Linked DNA regions of Mus musculus: region 2 is linked to region 1. The links are chromatin contacts, called in public HiChIP or PLAC-seq maps. All regions are on one chromosome and are shown on one strand. Each heading gives the region's core, a stretch centred on a gene start, on an enhancer-like site or on the middle of the called end of the contact. The rest is flanking DNA. Distances are from core to core; before and after follow the strand shown.

What was found. HiChIP or PLAC-seq counts read pairs in DNA pulled down with a chosen protein or histone mark.
Region 2: a contact with region 1 is called in an H3K4me3 HiChIP or PLAC-seq map of bone marrow-derived macrophages, with 2.7 times the contacts expected there. The contact joins the promoter of Nipbl here to the enhancer-like site in region 1. A contact is called at or near these places in 2 of 39 promoter capture datasets (the HPC-7 cell line and pre-B cells), 1 of 484 Hi-C or Micro-C datasets (MC3T3-E1-derived osteoblasts), 6 of 115 datasets of contacts at active chromatin or transcription factors (the HPC-7 cell line, the SCID.adh cell line, bone marrow-derived macrophages and 2 more) and 1 of 9 other capture datasets (adipose tissue).

Annotation. Positions count from the first base shown.
Region 1 is chr15:8,337,105-8,343,156 of GRCm38.p6, forward strand. Nipbl (NIPBL cohesin loading factor) reads right to left here. Exons shown (of 47, transcript NM_027707.3): 12 at 1,771-1,968; 13 at 1,577-1,648; 14 at 1,405-1,494. Among named protein-coding and RNA genes, the nearest start is that of Gm52208, 60 kb to the left of the region's middle. Within about 2 kb of position 3,712, at least 13 of the 459 cell types and tissues checked have an H3K27ac peak or open chromatin away from gene starts, as enhancers often do. A contact at or near this core is called in bone marrow-derived macrophages, where this site is marked.
Region 2 is chr15:8,441,175-8,447,226 of GRCm38.p6, forward strand. It overlaps Nipbl (NIPBL cohesin loading factor), which reads right to left and starts at 3,289. Exons shown (of 47, transcript NM_027707.3): 1 at 2,951-3,289. It overlaps LOC102634078, which reads left to right. Exons shown (of 3, transcript XM_017316813.1): 2 at 2,541-2,790; 3 at 2,889-4,689. The coding sequence ends at 4,117.

The DNA of each region.
Region 1 (6,052 bases), core at 2,462-4,961:
AAGACAGCAGGGATGACACAAGTCCTAGAAAGGGAAGACAGGTAGCTATCCTGTCCTTACTACTGCACATACAGTGTGGACACTTGTCAGTCACCTCTCTGCAGCGGGAAGCTGACCTGGATGATCTAAATCAGTAATCTCATGCCCTCTGGCTTCTGTGTGGGTTCAGCTAGTAGGCTGCCCTGCTAGATCAGAGAGGAGAGTGACGCCAGGCTACTCATACCCCATTCCTTCCTTCAAGGTCTCCTCCACTATGCTCATCTGAAAAGGACTGCTTCTCTCAAGATACTGATTTCCCGATTGAGTGAGCTTTGCATAATTCTCTTTCTTTAAGTCTTTTGGGTAAAGGGGCAATAAACAGCTTCCTGGCTGTTAACCCTACTTTCTGGCACCATCTTTCTCAATATTTATAGTTACATTGTTTTTATAAATAATAATTTCTTTGGTAAATAATTCTTCCTCACAATGTCCTAATTTGAGAGAGCCTGTTTTTATTTTTGGAAGTTTGTATTATATAGAAGATAATTTCTTAGCATAGATTTTTTTTTGAAAAGATGAAACAGATATTCCAAATAGAATAATACTTTGATTATACTTCTCAAAAAGTACTTTAAAAACAGTCAATACACTTTTGAAGGTGACTTCATATAAGGTGACTGATAATCTGTACAGCTTTCATATACACACTAATGAAGGTGGTATATGGTGCCTTAGAGTAGGTGCAGCAATATATTCTTTTTTTTTTCTTTCTTTCTTTAGTTTTTTTCTAGACAGAGTTTCTCTGTGTAGCCCTAGCACTCTTGGAACTTGCTTTGTAGACTAGGTTGGCCACCACCTCAGAGATCTGCCTGCCTCAGAGTGCTGAGATTAAAGGCATGTGCCACCACACCTGGCTCAATCAAACATTCTAAACAATTTTTTTTAACACATGCTGCTATACTCAGATATAATTACATCATATCAAACTATACAAATATATCATTCAGTATCCTGCATTTTAGCTGGTGGTCTATTTTATTTTATATACTGTACTATTTGTTCTTCTATCAGGGGCTCAGGTTGTATGTATGTTTGCACCTGATATCCTTATATAGTTGAATAGTGTATGAATGAACTGATGAACTGATTCCGATGTCTGCAAGTTTCTCACTATTTGGGGGATATGCAAGAACTACATGGAGAAGTATTTCCTGGTGTTGCCCTGCTGTGGTGGCAGTGTTCTCAGAACCTAAGACAGCTACCAACTTGGAGCTTGTGTTTGCAAAAGTTTCAGTTGGATAACATGAACTCACACTAGACTTCAAGTTTCTTGATAGTATACATTATGACTGTATTTTCTATAGAATCTTGGAAAAAAACTAGACATAAAGGAATAAGTAAAAAAATCCTGTAAAATGGTTTTACCAAATGCAGTAAAATCCATATCTTCTAAATTATCCAAAATATTCTCTATTGAGGCTGTAAATCTCTTAAAAGTTGAAGAATCCATCATTTCTGCAAGAGAGAGAAAAAAATGATGCTCCCATTCTCAGCAGTAAGTAAAGCTGAAGCACATACAGCACAGCGGAGATGTTACCTTCGGGCGTTAGCTTTGGCTCGTAAGCTTTCCTTTTCTTTTGTTTTTCTTTTTTCTTCATTTTTCTAGCAACTAAAAAAAAAAAAACCAAAAAGAAACATTGAAACTCAAGAATGATACCACAGGAAAATGTTCTTCAAAGTGAGAAGAGGAAACAGAAATTGGTTTTCGACCCACTGGAACTGATGCATTACCCTCACTAAGGCTGGGAGGAGGGGAGTAATCTTCCATGTCAGAATCGGACGGACTTCGGTTTCGGTAACGACCACCACCCGAGCTCCTCCTTCCGTCATGGGAGTGGCCACTTCTCCTATGATCCCCAGAGCTTCTTCTGTCGCGCTCTTCGTATTCCCAAGCTTTATCGTCATCTTTTTTATGCCGTTTCCTAGAGGCTAGAAGCAAATCCCCATGACAAATAATTTACCTCACTTTAAAAGACTGTTAAAACTTGTACTTTACAATGAACTACATCTTCATTCTGTTGGTCTATGAAAGTCTGAGCCATTCATCTACCCAGAAGATTAAATGATAGTATAGATACCATGAATTTGAGCATTATGTAATCTAAAGCTAAAGGTTTGTACACGAAGTTAGCTTGCTAATAACCCGATAGGAAGGTTCTGAGACGTTAAAGCACAGTGTACATTTCAGTGAGAGGTTTCAGCACATCAGTAAGAAGTAAATGTAAAATTCAGATTAATTACGACTTATAAAACAACCTTTATTTAGATTTTTTTTGGTTCAAAAACAACCACCATTTATAATTTTTGTCGGGAGAAGGGTTTGGGGGTAAAATAGTCAACTTTTGAGATAGTGTTACAGAATATATGTGACCAAATACTCCATCAATTAACGGCTAAGTTATACTTACAACTTAGCAATAAATTCCAGAGACTCTGATGACCTAACACCACAAACCTACAGAGATAGTATATATCAGAACTGCAAACACTAACACACTGAGATAGATAGTTCCCCGACAATTGGCATGCTAGACTCAAGGCAAGCTTCTAGGCTTACGCATGCTCCAGAAGCATGTTCATATATGTTACCTCCAGAAGCATGTTTATATATGTTACCTTCAAAGGTCCCCCCATCTTTCCAAAGTTTATTCTGCTAAGATCAACAATACTGACAGGAGGAGCGTCTGTGCAAAGAATTTCATCTGACATATCAACTCATGTATTAAGTTGAAAATGAATCTGAGCTTTAAGAAAGGGTTACAGTTCAGTATTAAAAAGCAACAGTTCTGCAGTGAAACTTAGAGGCAGTGCAAGTGAAAAATACACTCTACACCTGGTGTCTGGTGTAGGCACCACTAGTTAAAAACAAGATAGGACTGATGTGTCTGTCCTACCTTGAGATTATTACAACAGTATTTAAAAATATTTATTTGTTGTTATTTTGTATGTGTGTGTGCATGTAGCTCGGGGCAGCTCTGCATAGTCAGTTCTCCCACCCCACCTTTTATGTGGGTCCCAGGGTTGAATGCAGGTTGCCAGGCTTGTGTGACAAGTGCCTTTTCACTGATGAACCATCTAGCTGGTCCCTATACCAGTTACTATAGTAACAAATTGCTGGTGACTAGTCTGTTGATTTTTTTTAACACCTTCCTTCCTCTGACTGGCTTCTATGAATTCCTAACTATGATCAATATACAGAAATATTAAAAGAAACCTCTTGAACCCACTACGAGGCTTAGATTTAAGAATGTCAATCTGGCTCAAACGCCCTATTTATATTTGTGTTGGTATCACTATGTGTGAACAATAAATGTCTAAATGCCATAATTATTCCTGTTCATGATCTGGTTTGTTTCCTGGTACTAAACTCTAGTATGAACAGAAAAGGGTAACTTGGTCTTAAAAGAGTTGTTATTGAAAACAGCTCTATGGGAGTGAATATATTCAAATCTTCAATAGTTTACTTCATAACTATTGAAGGTATGAGTCTCGTTAAGCTATAAACTATGTGAGAAGCGGCAGGACCTCCTCACGTTTATGGTTAGGGTATGTTCAAGAACACCCACTATCTAAACAACTTGTTTCATTATTAGAGAAAAAGGGGAAGAGAGACTCACTTAGATGGATCATGTGTTTATATAATATTCACTAAACATTTTGCAACACTTCAACAGTTACTGACTTGTCTACCAAATAAGGAACTAACAAAGTTGCTTAGAATGAGGCATGCTATAATGTCAAGTATGAGACCTTATGCTTACAAATCAAAACTACAAACTATTTTACTCTATATTTTAATTAATTAAAAAAAATCTATATTCGGCCTTCAATTCTATCACTATAAATCCTTGATAAATCTTGTGGTTATTAGGAATTATACAGTATGCTGCACTCATCATTCTTTAGAGGCCTTAGGGCATCTTTCTGTCCCATTCATTAAAGTTTGGGCAGTTTGGATTAAAACAGAGTGAATAACCCCACAATGTTTATGCCACAGTGTGTTCCATGAGGTCAGCACCATCCCAATTAGTAGGCTAGCTTGTTAATTTCTCTATTTCTCTCACTGCTCTAGAAAACGCAGAGGACGGATAGGAGCACAAACGAGACACAGGAAGTATGAATTCAGAGTTCTCTACCTCCCCTTTCGGAATTTTAGTGCTCCCCACCCCCATTTCCTTCATCCTCCCTCTCCACCTTTTCCTGGTACCGGTAACTTTATATTTGTATTTTGGTTAAGTTCATCTGTTAAGTTCAACTTTCAAAGAGATTCTTTGGTTATTTATTTATTTACAAATTACAATACTATTTCCTTAATCCTTAGATTTTAGTAAACCAATTTGTTTAAACTTCAGGGAAGTCCTAAATTTCACAAAGTCTATCTCAAAACAACATAATTTTTCCAATTACTGTTCACATGATACTTTTTAAATTTTGTACAGTAGTACAAAATTTTGGTTACTCTTATAGCAAAATGACAATTTGGTTCTTTATGTCAACTACCAATTGAACATTTTCAACAGTCGAATCAGTAGACCCTTGATTTTTATACTTAACTAGATTGAAATAAACGAAGCAAAACAGTAAACCATTTGGGTATCTTTTTTAAAATCTAGAGAAAATTCCTTTTCTCATAGCAGAAGTTGAAGCCTAAATACTCTTAACAATATTAACATGAGCTTTCAGTACTCCTGGGTACAGTTATATGGCACCCATAGTCTTAGGGTGAGGCTTTACACTTCCATGAAATGAGACAGTATCTTTCACAACAGAAAAAAAAAAATTGTGTCTACATTGATGACAAAGGTGTGGCTCAACTTTTCCCTACTTTGTAGTGGACATTTCTGATTGTTATCCTTTGCTTTTATTATTCAGGAATTTCATAATCCGCACCAACTTAGCAATGCAGGTAGCCACTCAAGCAGCCAGAGAAGAAGTGAAGTTTATAATGAAGCTGCAAGTAAGGACTTTAGAACGGTGAAAGGATAGGGGAAGGAGTAGACAGACATGCAAATAAAAGGAACTAAATTTTAGGGCCAACACGCTTCCTTTGTCTTCTTACTTTCCAGAGCTAACCATGTCCTTATTTCACCAAAATGTTTGATTATAATTAAAAAAAAACTTTAGCCATTTTAATATACTGTATTGTTAATACATCTCATAATAACACAAATTATAACAATCACACATGGTAGATTATCTTGGTTGTATATTTCAGTTTTAAAACGTAAAATCTGTTCAGTATCATAGTGTACTGCTCTAGCTGAAGAGCTCACAATTTTGAAAGGATGAGTAAATGAACATTGATTAAAAGCTTTGGAGGAGGTGAAGAGCTTCCATCGGCAATATACACTTAAAAATGGCAGCATGCATCTGTCCTTCCTGCCCTTGCTTGTCACACCTCAATCTACAGACACTAGGTGGAAAAGGTAGAACACACTGGTGGTCTTCCCACTTCTTTTGGTCATTATGACTAAGTCAGTTGGCACACAAGTGAAGATCTCCCATAGTCTGTTTCCACTGAATGCCGTTTAAGTCAAACAAGGTTGCTGACCCCTCTTGGCTAGGCTCAATTCTCTTGCTCCAGAAGAAGGAAGATAGGGATAAAAGAGAAGAACTTTTTCAGTGGACCAGTAGGAAGACAGGCGAGGTATAGCAAGTCTAGTGCAAAGACAGGTGATCACAGTGTTGTAGAGAGGTAGCTGTGTAGTGAAGAAGCCAGCTCTGGAAAACAGTGAAACAAGGGAGGAATTCCAGGACACAGCTGGGCAAAAGGAGAAGCCAGGTCCAAACCACACAGATAAATCACAATGTGGCTAAGCCATTCATAATTTAGTGATAGTATGGTTTTAAATATTTCTTTATCTGGCTATCTCCTACGTGTCCTTCCAGACTCAAGTGTCACCTCTTCCAGTAAGCACTCTCTGAACCCCCACTGACATTGATGGCAATGTGCTCGCACAGCACCCTGCATCTACGATTACCACTTGTAGTACAATCATTACAGATCCCCCCA
Region 2 (6,052 bases), core at 2,039-4,538, 100 kb after region 1:
GTTATTTACTACCATAGTAAAAATCTTCACTTTTCATCTCTAATGAAAAACCTGAATCTTTTTTTCAAATACACCACTCCTTTTCTTCCTAATGTAGGCAGCAGTAAAATAATTTCTAGCACAGGTTCAAACTACATTCAAATATCTTTAGTAAACAGATGGGTGAATGGCTTTAGAAAGTATCCCACTACACTTCTTAAAAATGCTGAAGTTATTCTGTATTTTAACTTTGATTTACTAGAGTCTCATTATTTACATTAAGATTATTTTTCTTTCCAAGTTATACAAGTTATTGGTAACTCCACACTCAAGAAAAACACTAAGCCATAGAGTTGAAGTCAGACACACTAGGGACACATTAGCCATATTAAGAATATTTCTCCAAAATTTCCAATACTAACTAGAATTACTAAATTACTGGAATGTTCAGTGGCTGTACCTTTTCCTGGATTAAAGTGAGGTCTGCAGCACAAGATTTTCACTGGTGAGTATCTCAACCAATAGAGGTGACATGCAATAGACTACCCATAATCCTTCATGAAACATAAATTGTTCTCTCAACTAAATTGCCCAGAAAGTTCAAGGACTGAGTTTTCTCTTTTAAAAACAAGCTATTTAAATTAAACTGAGCCAAACAGAAACATTTTCAAGTTACTTTAAAGAACTGTTTACACTATCTTATGAAAAGCATCACTAACTGAACATTATTTACAAATTACAAAATATGTAGAACTCAGATAATAAAGAGAGGAAAGGGCTAACTGTAACCTAATTCCAAAGACTTAAAAAAATGCGTTGATCACATATACTAATATCTACTAGGCTGATTCACAGGTTTGCATAAGACTCCTTGTAACTTATAAAAGTTGCTTCTGTTTATGAAAACTAAGCAAGAACTCTTTTCCCATTATCTTTCATGGAAATAAATTCATCTCTTGACATACAGTTCAGATAAAAGTTGAAACGATAATCACAGAGCCTTTAAAACATTTTTTTAATGACACCTTTACCCAACCTTTTACACGCCCCCCCTCCCCCAAACTGCTTTCTCAAGACGGGAAGTCTTCCTCACTTCAGCATTCCCTCCTGGCATACTCCCCCCCCCACACACACACACCGCCTTCACCCCCGTAGGCCTGAGGCCCCGTAGCAAACAGAGTCTAACAGGAGCAGGCAGCACAAAGACAGGAATGGGAGATTAGTGGGAGGGAGGGAGGCCGGGATTGGGGCTCAGCAGGACCTTCAGGCTTTTTAAAATTCAAACTGCTCCCCGACCAATACAAATCACGGACACGCTACTGACTACTACACGGATTTATAGCATTAAAAACATGCCTAGTACGTGACAGCTATATTAACTTCACTCTTTTTAACATTTATCCATACGTTTTCAGGAAAGGTGGAGCAATTTTTTGTAAGCAGCATGCTAAACTCAAAAATAACCCGCAAAAAAGTTATTCTACAGTGACAAAAACTTAAGACCCAGAATATTTAAAGGGCTATTTTAACCACTACCATTACGAGGGGCCGCCTTGAGTAGTGTTGCTACCTTTTAACAAATGAGTTCTCCCTCAGCGAATATGAAACAAAGTATCAAACGGGACATTTCTTTTTCTGTGCAATTTTTAAAGTCTGAGGACTTTTAAAAAGGTATTTCCGTCTTACACCAACTTCCATTGCCAAAGCCGCGAGAAACAAGCTCCCAACATCTAACTTACTCGTGAACTAGAACTTGGTAAGATACAGAACTGGTATTTTTCTCCAGCATCTACAGATACATTTGACCTATTAAAATGACACCTCGCTCATTACACAGTCAAACATCATGGTACAAACAGCCAATGACAATCCTGGGACTCACTAAGATCTGCCCTGACAAGAAAGGATGGCACCTTCTATGTGTGTATATGTATGTGTGTTTTAAACCTCCCAAAGATTCTAAGTGCAACTTAACTTCTATCCTTTGAAAGAAAATAGGTTTCATCCTTATCTCCATGTACGCTCAAAAACACTTAGAATTCTTTGTATTCTTGCACCCGTTTAGGCTAAAAAGTATCCAGAGAGTTTTATGTAGTCATTTAAAATTATCCTTACATAACAGATACAAATACAAAGTGTCGGAGTAAACCTGTCAAGTTCTTTCTACTTGGTCTTTGAATAAAAAGTCCATGTGCAACACACTCTGTCAAACAACATAAAAGCTCCTGGGCGGGGATGTGCAGTGTGCACAACGCTAGGGTTTTCTAGATTAAATATACATGTGGACGGTTTGATCCTTTTACAAAGGAAACCAGTCTTTATTAACTTTCCAAAACGTCCAAACAAGTTTGGCAGAGAATTACCACTGTAGCCGTGTCTGAGTATTTACATTTGTTTCACTAACTGAAACTACTTCCTCCCTTCATGGGGTCACAGGGGGAAGAAGGGGGGTTGTTTGTTTCACTGGGACGTTCCCCACTCCCGGACCGGGAAAGTTGTAAATATGGGGGACGATCGGGGCACATTTGCTGATAGTTGTATTGTTTCCGCCTCCTCACTAGCTACGGCTCCTCTCCCGGGCGAGGCCTGTCACCGACCAGCAGTCGCTCCGCTCAGCCCGGAGCTCTCCTAATCCCCGAGCTCAAGTAGATTCCGCTGGCCCGCGGCCTGCACTCTCCGCCGGGCCTACGCCTCCCCGGCCGCCCGGCAGGGAGCCCGGTTCCCCGTCACCGAAGCCGGCCGGGAGAGGCTACGAACCCCGCCGCCACCGCCGCCGCCGCCGCCACCCAGGGTGGCTGCCGCCGGAGAGGAGCGAGCGAGCGAACTCACTCTCTCGACTCGCCCCGTGGAAGAGACCCGGGGCCGCTGAGGAAACGGCGGGGAGGGGAGCGAGGAGGAGAAACGCTGAGGGACCTGGCGCCGGCGCCACCGCCGCCACCGCCGCCGCCGAAATAAAAGAGCAGGAATTTACCTGGGCGAATCGGCGTCTGAATCCGAAGCGGAGGCCGAGGCCGCGGTGGCAAGAGAGAGAGAGCGAGAGAGCGAGACTATAATCCGGGCCGGGAGGGGGGGTGGCTACGGCTCCTCTTCCGTCTCCTCAGTGCGGGGAACATGTAGAGCCGGGGGGAGAGCAGCCGAGAAGACAAATCGCGGCTTCTTCTTCGTCCTCCTCCTCCTTCTCCCACATAGAAACACTCACACAAACACCCGGCCGGGGGCCCCGAGCTACCGGGGGGGCATCGCCGCGGGCCCGGGAACCAATCCTCCTGGCGGCGGGGGCGTCCCTCCCTGGCGGCTTTGCTGGTGTCGGGTGAGTCGGTACCGACGGAGGGAGGGAGGGACGGGAGGGCGGGCGGGGGGGAAGGAGCCCAGTGTGTGTGTGTGTGTGTGTGTATGTGTGTGTGTGTGTGTGTATGTGTGTGTGTATGTGTGTGTGTGTCTCTCTCTCTCGTTCCGTCTCTCCCTCTCAGAACAAAATGCCGACCGGAAGTGCAGCTGCAGGAATGACTCCCTCCGCCGGCGCCAAACACTAACAACCACCCCCTCTTCCCTACTCCACTTCCGCCGCCGCCACCGCCGCCGCCGCCACTCGGGCTCGCAGCTCTGCCTCAGCGCGCCGGCTCCCGCGGGCTCCGGAGGCGCGGCGGCGGCGGCGACAGCGGCGGAGGCAGCGGGAGCAGCAGCGGCGGTTCTGCTCCGTGCCCTTGTCCTGTGCAACGGACGGCCGTGGATGCTGCCCGTGGGGTCGCTTCTGCAAGACGGCGTCTACGCCGTTGCTCGGGTGACCGGCTTGATTTTTTTTTTTTTTTTTTCCTTTTGGTCCCCCTCGAGGCGACAGCAGCCGGGCGCTGGTCCGCTGTGGTGGCGTGAGGCCGGGATCTCCCTCTTCTCAGGCGCTCCGGGCCTCATAGCCCCCCACCCTCAATCCCGGAGAAGGCGGCCAGCCGAGGCCGCGCTGCTCTCCCTGACTGGCCGGCCCCGGGCCCCGGGGGGAAGCCGAGCTCCCGCTGCCGGCGGGTTGGATGCCGACCTTTCAAACGCTGTTCCCGCAGCCGTGATGGATGGATCGTCCCGGGAGCGGCCGGATCCTATGTCTGTCTGGGTTATTTTCTGCGAAGAACACAGTCCTCGGAGGTGAAGACTCCCAGCCTGGCTGAGTTGGAATCGTGATCGTGGTGGTGGTGGTGCATTAATTTCTGGAAATACGAGAGGGCTGCTGGACTTGCCTCTTTTTTTTTTTTTTTTTTTTTTTTTTTTCCTTTTTGGCGGTGGTTTTGATTGCCTCCCTGGTAGTCGGGATAAGGCCTGTAGGCGACGCTGTGCAAGCAAGGAGCCGGTCGCTCTGGCGCTGCGATCTAGGTGTGGGTGGAGCCCAGGCCATCCTGACGCCGGGCACCGGAGCCCCGGCACCGGCGCACTTCAAAACATCGTTTTCCTCTGTATGTTGAAAACTCAGAGGCTCTGGACAAGGCTGGAGTACAAAATGTGAATACGAATACAGTACCGTACCCGATGGTAGTGTCTTACTGTAAAACCGGAGGGCATTTCATCGCCACACAGTTTTCTGTTTGCTTGCTTGTTTGTTTGTTTGTTTTTGTATAAATTGTAAGGGGGCTAATTCTTCAGGTAAAAAGTGCCAGTAGGTAAGCACATTTTACTCAGGAGGAACCATATTATATTTTTTTAAATAAAATAAGTTGTCAGCGTTAATCGTTTGCTTGTCTATGCACTGATGTATAGGACAGCTCGCCTACAGGTTATTCTTTTGCTTTAGAAGTCACTGGGGGTGAGGTGTTAAAGATTTTGTCATTTCTGCACTCCTGACACTAGATGACTATCGCGACCAGAGGGAGTAAGTCAGGGCGGTGACTTCGGCCCAAGGAGTCCTGCAAGTGGGGGAAAAGGTCCGGGCTTGATATCCGTGCAAATAGAACTAAGCCTCGCCATGCTTCTGCCGTCCCCTTCCCCAGAGTGCCCCTGGGACTTGGCGGCGCCCTCGTCATCAGGGTTTTGCCCCATGTCACCCTGGTGCCTCCAGCACTTCTGTTTACCTTCCATGTTGGCGGCGTCGTTCTCATTTTTTCCTCCGGGCTTTCTATCTCGTCTGGCTCTTTTTCCCCAGTAGCCTTCAGGGCTTCAGGAAATGAAGTTTAACTTTCCTTCGCAGGTGTTCTGCATAGCGCGCTGTGGATGGCTCAGTCACTCCCCTCCCTCACTTCTGAACTCTACCCTTTACTATGAGTTTATCAATACCTAACAGAACTTTTATGAAAGACGGTGAAAACTGGAAAAATGTTTAGATGGAACCGAGATAAGGTTATTAGAGGTCAGGAGAAAGCTCTCTTCTAGACATTCGAAAGCTCATAAAGATGATTGCTTTTAGGTTTCTCTAGATGGCATGGCAGAGGCCTGGACATTTGTTGATCACGTGGCCTTGCCCCTAGTGGGCTAATTCATATTACTCTAGTGACTCACAAAAATGCATTCTTAATCCTGTCTGCCCCCCCCCCCCCCCTTTCTTGCAAATACATGCAAGACTGACTGACTGACTGAACCGAAGTCTAAGAATTTGATTGGCTCGGCTCAGATACAGCAGCATTACTGGAAAAGTTCATTCAGCAAGTATTTATTGGTGACCTAATGCATGCCGGGCACTGGGATTCAGAGAGGGTGTGGAAAGGACTTCGGTTACTACTTAATTATGCTGTCAAAGCAAAAGCTACAGGGATTTTTAGATTTTCTGAAATACAGGTTCTGTGAAACATGAGGGAAGCCTCGTGTTGGTATTTTGCTCACCGTTGGGGTTGACGTCTCTTTAGATTTACTTAGCTTACTGAAAGGCATTTTGGAAAAGTACAAATGTAAGAAATTTTATTTCCCAGTAGCTGGAGAGTAGATCTTAGAATTTAATATAGCAGTGGGCTGGAAGCTGTACAGTAAAGACTTTATTTAGTTCTGTTTCTTTTCTTTACATGTACAGAATTTTTAGACAAGGATACTGTTTTAGTAGCTATTTTATACCCAAATAATTAAATATTATTTGGTAGAGTCAATCTGCACCGTATTAATTAGT